2 separate regions of the Sus scrofa genome follow, and region 2 is linked to region 1. The links are chromatin contacts, called in public Hi-C maps. All regions are on one chromosome and are shown on one strand. The core of a region is the stretch at or near the end of the contact, and the rest is flanking DNA. Distances in the headings are between cores, read along the strand shown.

Region 1 (5,548 bases), core at 1,346-3,845:
ATTTCTGATTCTGGGTTTCCCAGTTCCTATTATGTCATAGAGTGGAAATGTGGCAGGGACCTGTAGAAAATGCAAAAAACAGAGTTTTAGTTATTGAGGTTGAGTGTGTGACAAGGGGACAAAGTTTGAGAAGCCAGTACAAATAGACAAATATTTGCATATATTACAGCTCTTACTGATTGTAGGGGAAAGCAAAACCTACTTTCTTCATGACGGAGGAGTAGGCAGAAAGGGATTGAGGAGCTACCAAAACTACCAAAGTGATCTTACTTCTCAATCACTGGACTGTGCGGTAATTTGGGGCCCCCTATAAGTGGGTGGAAATAAGGCAGAGGAAGACCCCAATGACCTAAAGATGAAGAAGGCCAAGTGGGAACAATTGGGCTACGTTTCCTGATTCTTAGGCCTTTACTAAAAAAGAACAGAAGTTTGGAGGTGATAGATGAGGTATGTCCTGTGTTGTGGGCTCCTTTCAGACCACAGCCCTTAGGAAACTTTGTATGTTTCTGGTTTCTCCCCTCTCCAGCTAACTCTATTCTGGACATGTGTGGTCTCAGATTCATCACCGTGCTAGTTGAGTTACTTCTTTGCTGCTTCCTGCTACACGCTGTGGATGCCATTTCATATGGAAACAAGACAAAATTCTTGGTGCATCTTCCTTCATCCTTGGGATCCTGGCCACCTTCCTCAGACCCCTTGTCTTGCGAGACCCTGCTCCCCAAATCCCTGCCTGGCTTCACCCACATGGCCCCTCTACCCAAGTTCCTGATAGGCCTGTCACTGATGATTGCTCTGGAGAAAGCTGGCTGTCAAGCTGATGTACAGGTCCTGAAGCTTCAGCTCTACCGCCAGGGGGGTATAAATGCTACAGAGATGCTTATCAGACATCTTCAAGAACTTGAGAAAGGCAGAAGCTCAGGTAGGGGAGTATCAGCGGATGCCCTGTCTTCTGCTCTGCAGCAGTGGGCCGAGGAGCAGACAAGCCCAAAGAGGGCTCGTCGATCCCTCTCCATCAAGGACTGCGAGCATGAGAAGGAGCAGAGTGTGCACAATATAGTCCAGCTATTGCCGGGAGTGGGAACCTTCTACAACCTGGGCACGGCTTTGTATTACGCTGTTCAGAACTGCTCCGACAAGGCCAAGGAAAGAGGCCGAGATGGGGTCATAGATCTGGGTTATGACCTCCTGACAGCCATGGCTGGATCGTCAGGGGGGCCCTGGGGAATACTGATCAGTACTTCACTTAAACCTGTAGTGAAGTCTGGGATTCATCGTGTGATCCAGTATTACAATGAGAGAGAGGTGAAAACCCCTCCACCAGAGACCAGCAAGGAGGTCTTGGGGAGCACCATAGCCATGGGTGACCTGGAAGAAACAGCTACCGTGACCCCTTTGGTGTCAGAAGTAGTAAGTTCACCTCCTTACTGGTGGTGGACCTTATTCAAGGGCTACAACTCAGATCCTGGCTTTGGGAATCCTGCGATATAAAAGAAGGTGGTAAACACATTGGCTAGATCTAATATTCTGACAAGTTTGTATGTGCGTGTTCAAAATCCATATATCTAATTTGTTATCAAGGAGGAAGGCAGTGCCGTAAAATGTAGGAATTTCAAATTTTGTTGTTCAGAATCAGAGGATTTGACTTAGAATCCAGGTTCTACTCGTTAGAGCTTTGATCACTAGCTAGTAATTTCACTTCTTTCTCCAAACTCAGTTTTTTAAATTTCTTTCTTTTTTTTTTTTTTGCCTTTTTTTTGTTGTTGTTGTTGCTGTTGTTGTTGCTCCCGCGGCATATGGAGATTCCCAGGCTAGGGGTTGAATCGGAGCTGTAGCCACCGGCCTACGCCAGAGCCACAGCAACGCGGGATCCGAGCCGCGTCTGCAACCTACACCACAGCTCACGGCAACGCCGGATCGTTAACCCACTGAGCAAGGGCAGGGACCGAACCGGCAACCTCATGGTTCCTAGTCGGATTCGTTAACCACTGCGCCACGACGGCAACTCCCAGTTTTTTAAATTTCTAAAGTGAGGATAATGATTTTCACCTCAATGAGTTTTGTGGAAATTAAAAATTATACATTGTGTAAATGCTTAGCACAGTGCCATCAATAAACAGTTTTTTTTTGTTGTTCTTATTACTTAAGCCCTCCCCTTCCTGTCCCAAAGTAATGAAAATCAAAATCCATTTCGCTTGTTAGTTTAGCGCCTCTGAGCGCATGAGCGAGTCTCACTTCCGCGGCTTTTTTGTGGGTTCTCGGAAATCAGCTGTTTCAGTCCTGCGCTGTTCTTTTAGTTGGACACCTCCCTCCCGCAGACATGGGGCGGGGCTTACTTGAGAATGTCTACCAATCAATGCAGCTGGAGGAGTGGTTTAGGCTCCTCTTGTCCCGCCCCGCGGAGAGGGAGGAGTCGTGGTAGCGCCAATGAGCTCACAGCCTGCGGAAGAACTTGGCTGAATGGCAGCCAGTGTCAGGGTGCACAGCTGGGAACGGCGAGCTCCAGAGTTCAGCGGCTTACCCAAGCTTGCAGCAAGGGGGCGGGGCCGAGAGGCGGGCCGAAGTCGAGGGCGGCGCGGGAGGCCCTTGTACTGGCTCTCACTCTGGGGACCGGAAGCCTGAACCCGAGCTGCTGGCATAGAGCGGGTCTGAGACCCTAACAAGGTATGGACCCTCAGAGGGCGCGCGGGGGTGTGGGTGGAGGCATGAGTTTCTTCCTATGTAGGGAGGCAGGCCCCGGCATGTACGTCCCGGAGGGGTCGGACTCTGTCTCCAGGTTGAAGTGGGAGCTGTCAGCTACTTCATCCTCCTGTCCAACCTAGATCCCCAACCCTAACTTCCCCTTCCCAAAATACCCCTGCAACTTCCGAGACCCAAAACCTGGCATCAGTTGCATTGGTTCATTGTCTTAGCCAAAGCTTTTACATTCTGGTCTGTGTTATTTTTGATCCTCATCAAACAAACACTCCACTGTCTAAAGGTATAATCCTTATTTGTTAATGTTAAGATACGGAAAGGTGAACCGATTTACCTAAGGTCACACAGTTCATTTCAGAAAAGCTTATTGAGCAGGAAATAGGCACCTAAAAGAGTGACAGATTACTGGAGAAAAAAAGAGTTTACAGCCCTTAACCTCAGTGTTTGTAACCAATTTGGGAAGACCAGATATTTGGGGTTTGTTTTTCATATTTAAGCCTTAGGGTTTACTTGCCAGCTTTCTAATACCAGCTTTCTAATACCAGCTGATTCGTTTTTTTGGGAACTGGGGTCTCATCTTTGTTTTTGGAAGCAAAACCAGTACACAGTTTAAGAAGTCAAGTACCACCAAAGGGTAAATGAAATGAAAAATAGGAGCCTCTGCCCAATCCTTTCCTTACCCTGTTCCTACTGCCCAGTAGAAAGGCAGCTCATGAATATTCATACTGGTGGAAAAGAATCTCTCCACCCCAAGCATTTGATTTGTAGTAAAATCATGTGACCTTTTTTTAGACCACAAATGTGGGTGTTGATTCTTTTTTTGTTAGGCTCAGGCAGTAATAAGTTTTGATTTCCTAACAGACAGATGGCAGTGGGCAGGGAAAGGTACAGAGAAATATTCTTTTTCCTTACCCAGCATGTTTGGTGACAGGCAAAACCCACTTTTGAGTGAAATGTCTCACAGAGTTGATACTCTACATGAAGAATTGAAGATTGACAAAGATCATCGTAAAAGTGTCACAATCTTAGGGTTGAGTTACGCTTTGCATAGTGTTTAAGCATCTTTTAGAATGGAGCTCCTCCTTCCAACATGGAGAGCAGCTTATAGCATGTACCTTATCTCCAAGGAGGTTTCAGCCCCTGATAAAGCTTTGGGGCCAGCAGGGTAATGCTGAGATAAATACTTACGACTGACCTTTAAATGCTCCAGCATAAATGAATACAAACACAGACAAATAAATTTAAAATAAATTCATTGAAGGAAATAGATGAAATAAAGCTCATAGAAATATTCAATGTTTCGGAGTTCCTGTTGTGGCTCAGTGAGTTAAGGACACCACATTGTCTCTGTGAGGATGCTGGTTTGATCTCTGCCCTTGTTCAGAGGGTTAAGAATCCCGTGTTGCTGTGGCTATGGGGTAGGCTGGCAGCTGCAGCTGCAATTTGACTCCTGGCTGGGGAACTTCCATATGCCACAGGTATGGCTGTAAAAAGAAGAAAAAAAAAATTCAATGTTTGTTGAAGCTAAATGATGGGTAAATGGATGATCTTTGTACTATTCACTCTACTTTGTTTTATGTTTGAAAAGTACCATTGAAACAAAAAGGCTTACATATTGAAGCTCTTAAATAGTACTCCCTGAAAGAATGTGCACTAAATTGATAATAGGGTTACTTATGGAGGGGAGGAGAAGGGATGAGGATTGGGAGTGGGATTAATCTAGACTTTAATTTTTTTTCTGTATTTTTTCTTACCTGTATAATTAAAATGTTTTAAATTTATATAACAAATAATCATGAGGAGTTCCTGTTGTGGCTCAGTGGTAACAAACCCAACTAGTATCCATGAGGATATGGTTTGATCCCTGGCCCCACTCAGTGGGTTAAGGATCTGGCGTTGCCATAAGCTGTGATGTAGGTCATGGATGTGGCTCGGATCTGGCATTGATGTGGCTGCGGCACAGGCCAGCAGCTGCAGCTCGGATTCAACCCCTTGCCTGGGAACTTCCATATGCCGTAAGTGTGGCCCTAAAAAGCAAGAAAAAAAAATAATGAGACTGGATGATTTAATCCAACAAAATTTCCAACTGGGAACCTGCATCCTTCAGATTCAGAGGCCAAATGGCGCAGTGGGAGATGCTGCAGAATCTTGACAGCCCATTTCAGGATCAGCTGCACCAGCTCTACTCAGAGAGCCTCCTGCCAGTGGATGTTCGACAGTACTTAGCTGTCTGGATTGAAGACCAGAACTGGTGAGGCCTTCAGCCTCATCCCCTTGAGGGGGATGAGGAAAGTGGTTTCTTTCCTCTAAGTCTCCAGGATCCTGGAGACACTGAGGGAGGGAAGGGTTTGGAAGGCTTCAAGATAGTAGCAACCTGGGAGTTCCCATCATGGCTAGCAGTTGACAAACCTGACTAGTATCCACAAGGGCATGGGTTCGATCCCTGGCCTTGCTCAGAGGGTTAAGGATCTGGCGTGAGCTGGGGTGTAGGTCGCAGATATGGCTCGAATCTGGTGTCGCTGTGGCTGTGGTGTAGGCCAGTGGCTTCAGCTCTGATTGGACCCCAGCCTGGAAACCTCCATATGCCGCAGGTTTGGCCCTAAAAAGACCAAAAAAAAAGAGTGCAACTGGTATCCATGAGGATGAGGGTTTGATCCCTGGCTTCACTCAGCGGGTTAAAGGATCTGGCTTTGGAGTTCCCATCATGGCACAATGGTTAACAAATCCGACTAGGAACCATGAGGTTGCAGGTTCGGTCCCTGGCCTTGCTCAGTGGGTTAAGGATCCAGCATTGCTGTGAGCTGTGGTGTAGGTTGCAGATGCGGCTCAGATCCCGCATTGCTGTGGCTGTGGC
Region 2 (5,548 bases), core at 2,199-4,698, 39 kb before region 1:
ATGCCAAGAGTATGGCCCTAAAAAGCAAACAAAACAAAACAAAACAAAAAAACAGACAAAAACTCCAGTAAAATAACCAGGGGACATGAGGACAAACTACTGAAAAGGAAGGAAACTTCTACTCTCAGAGATCAGGGTATGTATGAGCACAAATGGGCCTGAGCCTCATCCCAGTTCTAGCACTTTACTAGCCTTGTGTGTGACCATGGCAAACAAACTCAATCATTCTGCAACTTGGTTTCCTTAACTATAAAATGGGATGTTCTGACAAATAAGTATGAAACTTTTACGCATGAAATATTTAGCACAGAATCTGATATGGAATGAGGCCTCAATAGAAGTTCCAGTTGTGGCTCAGTGGTAATGAACTTGACTAGTATCTATGAGGACCCAGGTTCAACCCCTGGATTGACCTCAGTGGATTAAAGGATCCGATGTTGCTGTGAACTGTGGTGTAGGTCACAGAAACAGCTCAGTTCTCTGTTCCTGTGGCTGTCTCGTAAACTAGCAGCTATAGCTCCAATTCAATCCCTAGCCTGGGAATTTTCATATGCTGCAGGTTTGGCCCTAAAAAAAAAAAAAAAAAAAAAGACAACCTCCCCCCCCAGCCCCCTAAACGTCTTCAATAAAAATTGGCTATTTTTGGAGTTTTCTTTTGGCACATCAGGTTAAGGATATTGAGTTGTCACCACAGCAGCTTGGCTTGCTGCTGCGGCATGGGTTCAACTCCAGGCCCAGAACTTCCATAAGCCACAGTCATGGCCAAAAAACAAAACAAAACAAAAAAAAAACTGTCCATTTTTGTGTCGTTTGGCCATATGCCAGCCAAACATATGAAAATAACTCAAAAAATTTTTCAGGAGTTCCTGTCGTGGCTCAGTGGTTAACGAATCCGACTAGGAACCATGAGGTTGCAGGTTTGATCCCTGGCCTTGCTCAGTGGATTAAGGATCCTGCACTGCGGTGAGCTGTGATGCAGGTCACAGACGTGGCTGGGATCCCAAGTTGCTGTGGCTCTGGCACAGGCCAGTGCCTACAGCTCCGATTTGACCCCTAGCCTGGGAACCTTCATATGCCACGGGAGCGGACCTAGAAAAGACAACAACAACAAAAAAATTCAAAATTGTATATCCATTTTCATGGCACCATTATTCACAACAGCCAAAAGGAGGAAACAATCCAATCCTTACAAATTAATAGATAAACAAAATGTAGTCTTTTTTAGGGCCTCACCCACGGCATATGGAGGGTTCCAAGGCTAGGGGTCCAATCGGAACTGTAGCAGCTGGCCTGCACCACAGCCACAGCAATGCCAGATCCGAGCTGCATCTTCGACTTACACCACAGCTCACGGCAATGCCAGACCCTTAACCCCCTGAGTGAGGCCAGAGATCGAACCCATGTCCTCATGATACTAGTCAGATTCATTTTCACTGAGCCACGACGGGAACTCCCAAGATGGTAAATTTTATGTTATGTGTATCTTACCACAATTAAAAAGAAACTTTTGGAGTTCCCTTTGTGGCACAGTGTAAACGAATTCGACTAGTAACCATGAGGTTGCAGTTTCCATCCCTGGCCTCGCTCAGTGGGTTAAGGATCCGGCTTTGCCACTGCAACTGCACTCGGGTTTGTGGGTGTGCCCCCCCCCAAAAAAACCCAAAAAACCACAAATAAACAGACACTGATTTCTGCTTAAATAGTGCCCAATTGTATGTGCCAAGTGCAGGATGTTTGTTTTTCAGCAGTGAGATTGGAAAAAGAGCAGCCTTGCTCTTGGGTTGCCTCCCCAAAACTGATTATCCCTTTCCTCTTCTAACAGGTGTACTGGGTGGGCCCAATCATTGGCGCGGGCCTGGGCAGTCTCCTTTACGACTTTCTCCTCTTCCCCCGGCTCAAGAGTGTTTCTGAGAGACTGTCTATTCTCAAGGGTGCCAGGCCCAGTGACTCCAATGGACAACCAGAGGGCACAGGGGAACCTGTTGAACTGAAGACCCAGGCACTGTAAAAGCTCCAGCTGGATCAGAAGGAGTAGGAATCTTCTGGGTTTACATGGAGGGGCCTGGATGAAGAAAGAGACTGTGGGAGGGGCATGTACTTCTTTATTTTTAAATTTATGTGTGTGTGTTTTTTTGCCTTTTGCCGTGTGAAATCTTTCAAGTTGCATTCATGAGCTGGTTGGTGCAAACTTCCCTTCCTCCCCATCCCACCTCTCTTCGCCGCTGTGCGTGCATGGTTGTTTGTATGACTGTGAGTGAACATGGCTATGTCTGAGTTTGGGGGCATGGCGTGAGAGGTAGGGAAGGGAAAAGAGGTGTCATCCTACACCTTCCTCTCCCAACCTGGTGTGGTAAGTACAGGACACCAAGACCTTACGGCCTTTACCATAGTGCCAGTCAAGTGTATGGCTCTGGGTTTCTGAGGGAGCAGGGAAGCAGTTAGTTACTCCTTAGAGGAGGCAGGTGGAGAGAGAAGTGCAGGAGACTGAGGCATTCCAAGGGTTGGGAGAAGCAGCTGAAAGTTGGAGAGGAAATGGAGGTGTCCACCCCAGATCAGGATGCAGTTGTACCAAAAAGTTTTGGAGAAGTTAACAGGAGAGTGTAGCTTACTTATCTCAGGGATGCTTGCCCCAGGGACTTGGGTGGGGAAGTAGCTCTGAGAAAAGCGAACACTGGAGTTTGAATTGTTCTGTAAATCCACATCAACCTGTCTACACCACTTGGCTGGGTTTTGTTTTCATTCTGGCAGGATGGATCTCTTGGAGGCCCTGGGCCATTGAGCTCCCCAGCTGAATAAAGGGTGGGTGAACCTAGAATCTGGAAAAATTAAGTAGCTATCCTCCCTGTGTGGCCTCCAGGCAGATGATATTTAAGCCCAGAAGAGCTCCCTTAGGCCAAAACAGGAAATCTGATGCCTGGAGCAAAGGCAGAGGTAGGGGGAAGTGGTGGGAGAGAATTTGACCCTCAAGAGTTTTAATTTACAGCAGACCAAAACACTCTTCAAATGGCATCTTTCCGCTTTTATCACCAGTTCTAAAGTCGTCTTTATTTTCCTTTTCTGTGTTTGTCCTTTCACTTTTCTCTCATCTGTCCTTCTCATCTTCAGCAAATCTCTTCTAACTCTACACATGTCCCAGAAATTGATTCTTTCTATCCAACTCTTAATAATTCAAGAGACACCGTTTGATCCCTATCTTCTGTTGATGGGAAAATACTCATCTCAACAGGGGCCAGAGGAGACCCTGACCTAATGATCCTAATGATGAGTACTTATGTTAACCTCTTCCATTTTGAAGCCTCCTGCATGCTTCGCAAGCTTTAAACCTATACCTGTAGTAAGACAGACACCCCAGCCCAGCAAAAGACCACTTTCCCGCCTAGCTCAACTCTCCAATTCCTCACAAATAAAGCCTACCTTTTCTAACTAATCGTGGGTAAGACTTTGGAATAATCCACTTGACTAGGAGAAGGGGAAGAATGTCTGCACATTCACCTCTCCTCGGACTTAGATCCCAATTATTTTCATTCAGCAGGAAATCCACTGCGCTGTGAGTTTTGGCTCAATTTAAGGGACCGACTCAGATAAAACATTACTTGTACTCGCTTCCCTTTTTCTTAATTCATCACCAACATTCACCCCCCCCGCCCGCTCGGGGTCACATGGACCAGTCCTGTTCGCCCCGCCCCCTCCCTACGTAGGCGGGGGGCTGGTCTGGCGCTCCCGGGTGGCGGGAAACGTACTGCCCTGCGCGTGAGGGGCTCTGGTTCCGCGGGGATCTTGAAGACCGGCGGGGAGCGGGTGAGTGACGGTGTGGGCGAGAGGGCTCTAAGCAGCTTGCGTCCCTTCGAGCCGTGGGGGCACTCCTGGGAGGAGCGGAGTTCCCTTTCTTGCCACCCAGTTTAAAAGCAGGGGGCGGGACGCGCGCTTTAGGTGCGCACGCGCAATTCCCCACCCGGCGTTCTAGGTAGGTGCAGCACTGTTTCCAACTTACCTGGGATGGCCCCTTATTCTCCTCGTGCCACTCAGCACTGCTTTGCCCTCACGCGGGGTGGGGCTGTGATGCGAAGGGGCTTGGAACCCCTGAAGTAAGACAGGAGCTTCCCGGGCATTTCCACTTTGGAACTCCTTGTCCAGTTAAGACCTGGAAAAAAAGCCAGGTGGGCAGCTTGGAGCCAGAATTCACTGGTCGCTTGACTTAAATCTTGAGTTTTTATGAAATGAATTTCTCATTCCCTTCCCTCCTTTCCCTCGCTGGCCCATCAGCCATTAAGTTCCATCCCTGAAGCCACTCAGTTCTTTACTCGGCCCTTGTGCTGCCATTACATAATTACCTTTATAAAAGTCAATCTGGACATTTCAAATTAAATTTAAAACTCCTCTCTGGCCACCCACAGTCAGGTTTAAATCCTTAGTGGGTGTCCAGGGTCTTTGGCAGTCTGGCCCTGATCCTCTCAGCTCATTTTTTTTTCTATGTTTTCCTGTCTCATGCCCTTTATACTCACAGCCCTCAGAAAATTGTGCTCTTTCATGCCTCAGTACCTATGCTCCTGCTGCTCCTGCTGCTCCTTCTGCCAAATGAACTTCATTTTCAGGATTGAGCTGAATTGTACCTCTGAAAACCTCTATTTCCAGACATCCTAGGCCAAAGTAATCACTTTTTTCTTTGTGTCCCTGATGTATTTTACCTCTCTATTATCAGTGGCACTTATACAGCCAAAAGGTTACTGAGCTCCCACCATGAACTGTGTGTGCACTGTGCTCACGGGTGGAGAGAAATGAATAGAACAGAGTTCTGTTAGGAACTGGAACTGGGAGGAAGAACGCATGTAAATGAGTCCTCTGCAGTTACGGGATGACAAAGTCTGCCCTGGCTTCCTTACTCCTCTCACCCAAAACTCTCGCTGCTTTACAGCTTGACATATCATCTTACATCCTGGTGTCTCCAAATCTCCAGCCCTAACCATTCCTCCCTTAACTTGGAGACCAGTCTCCTCCAGCTTAGAAAGCATTAATTGAACATTTAATGTTGTGCTGGTTACAGTGATTCCTGATCTCAGATCTCCAAGAGTTAAAATCTTAGTGCAGGAGTTCGTGTCGTGGCGCAGTGGTTAACGAATCCGACTAGGAACCATGAGGTTGCGGGTTTGGTCCCTGCCCTTGCTCAGTGGGTTAATGATCCCGCGTTGCCGTGAGTTGTGTAGGTCGCAGATGCGGCTCGGATCCCGCGTTGCTGTGGCTCGGCGTAGGCTGGCGGCTACAGCTCCGATTAGACCCCTAGCCTGGGAACCTCCATATGCCACGGGAGTGGCCCAAGAAATGGCAAAAAGACCCCCCCCCCAAAAAAATAAAAAAATAAAATAAAATAAAATAAAATCTTAGTGCAGTTAATAGGGATTGAGTTAAAAATCACCCAGAGAGCATTGTCAAAACACTCTTGTCCAAGCTCCACTCCCTGTAAATTCTGATTCAGTCACTAGGCTCTGAAAATTCAAAGGCAAATAATAAACATTCCTGCCTTCAGGGAATCGAAGTCTAGTGTGGAGGGACA

The links. Hi-C and Micro-C count contacts between places; a contact is called where the count stands out from the background.
Region 2: a contact with region 1 is called in a Hi-C map of retroperitoneal adipose tissue, with 2.1 times the contacts expected there. The contact joins the enhancer-like site here to the promoter of STAT2 in region 1. A contact is called at or near these places in 1 of 5 promoter capture datasets (fetal liver), 27 of 47 Hi-C or Micro-C datasets (adipose tissue, alveolar macrophages, blood and 13 more) and 2 of 2 datasets of contacts at active chromatin or transcription factors (alveolar macrophages and skeletal muscle).

The regions. Positions count from the first base shown.
Region 1 is chr5:21,746,007-21,751,554 of Sscrofa11.1, reverse strand. It overlaps STAT2 (signal transducer and activator of transcription 2), which reads left to right and starts at 2,595. Exons shown (of 24, transcript NM_213889.1): 1 at 2,595-2,661; 2 at 4,802-4,945. The coding sequence starts at 4,815.
Region 2 is chr5:21,785,696-21,791,243 of Sscrofa11.1, reverse strand. MIP (lens fiber major intrinsic protein) reads left to right here. Exons shown (of 6, transcript XM_021092895.1): 6 at 1,823-2,204. The coding sequence ends at 2,008. Among named protein-coding and RNA genes, the nearest start is that of SPRYD4, 16 kb to the left of the region's middle. Within about 2 kb of position 3,448, at least 62 of the 83 cell types and tissues checked have an H3K27ac peak or open chromatin away from gene starts, as enhancers often do. A contact at or near this core is called in adipose tissue, alveolar macrophages, fetal liver and 8 more, where this site is marked.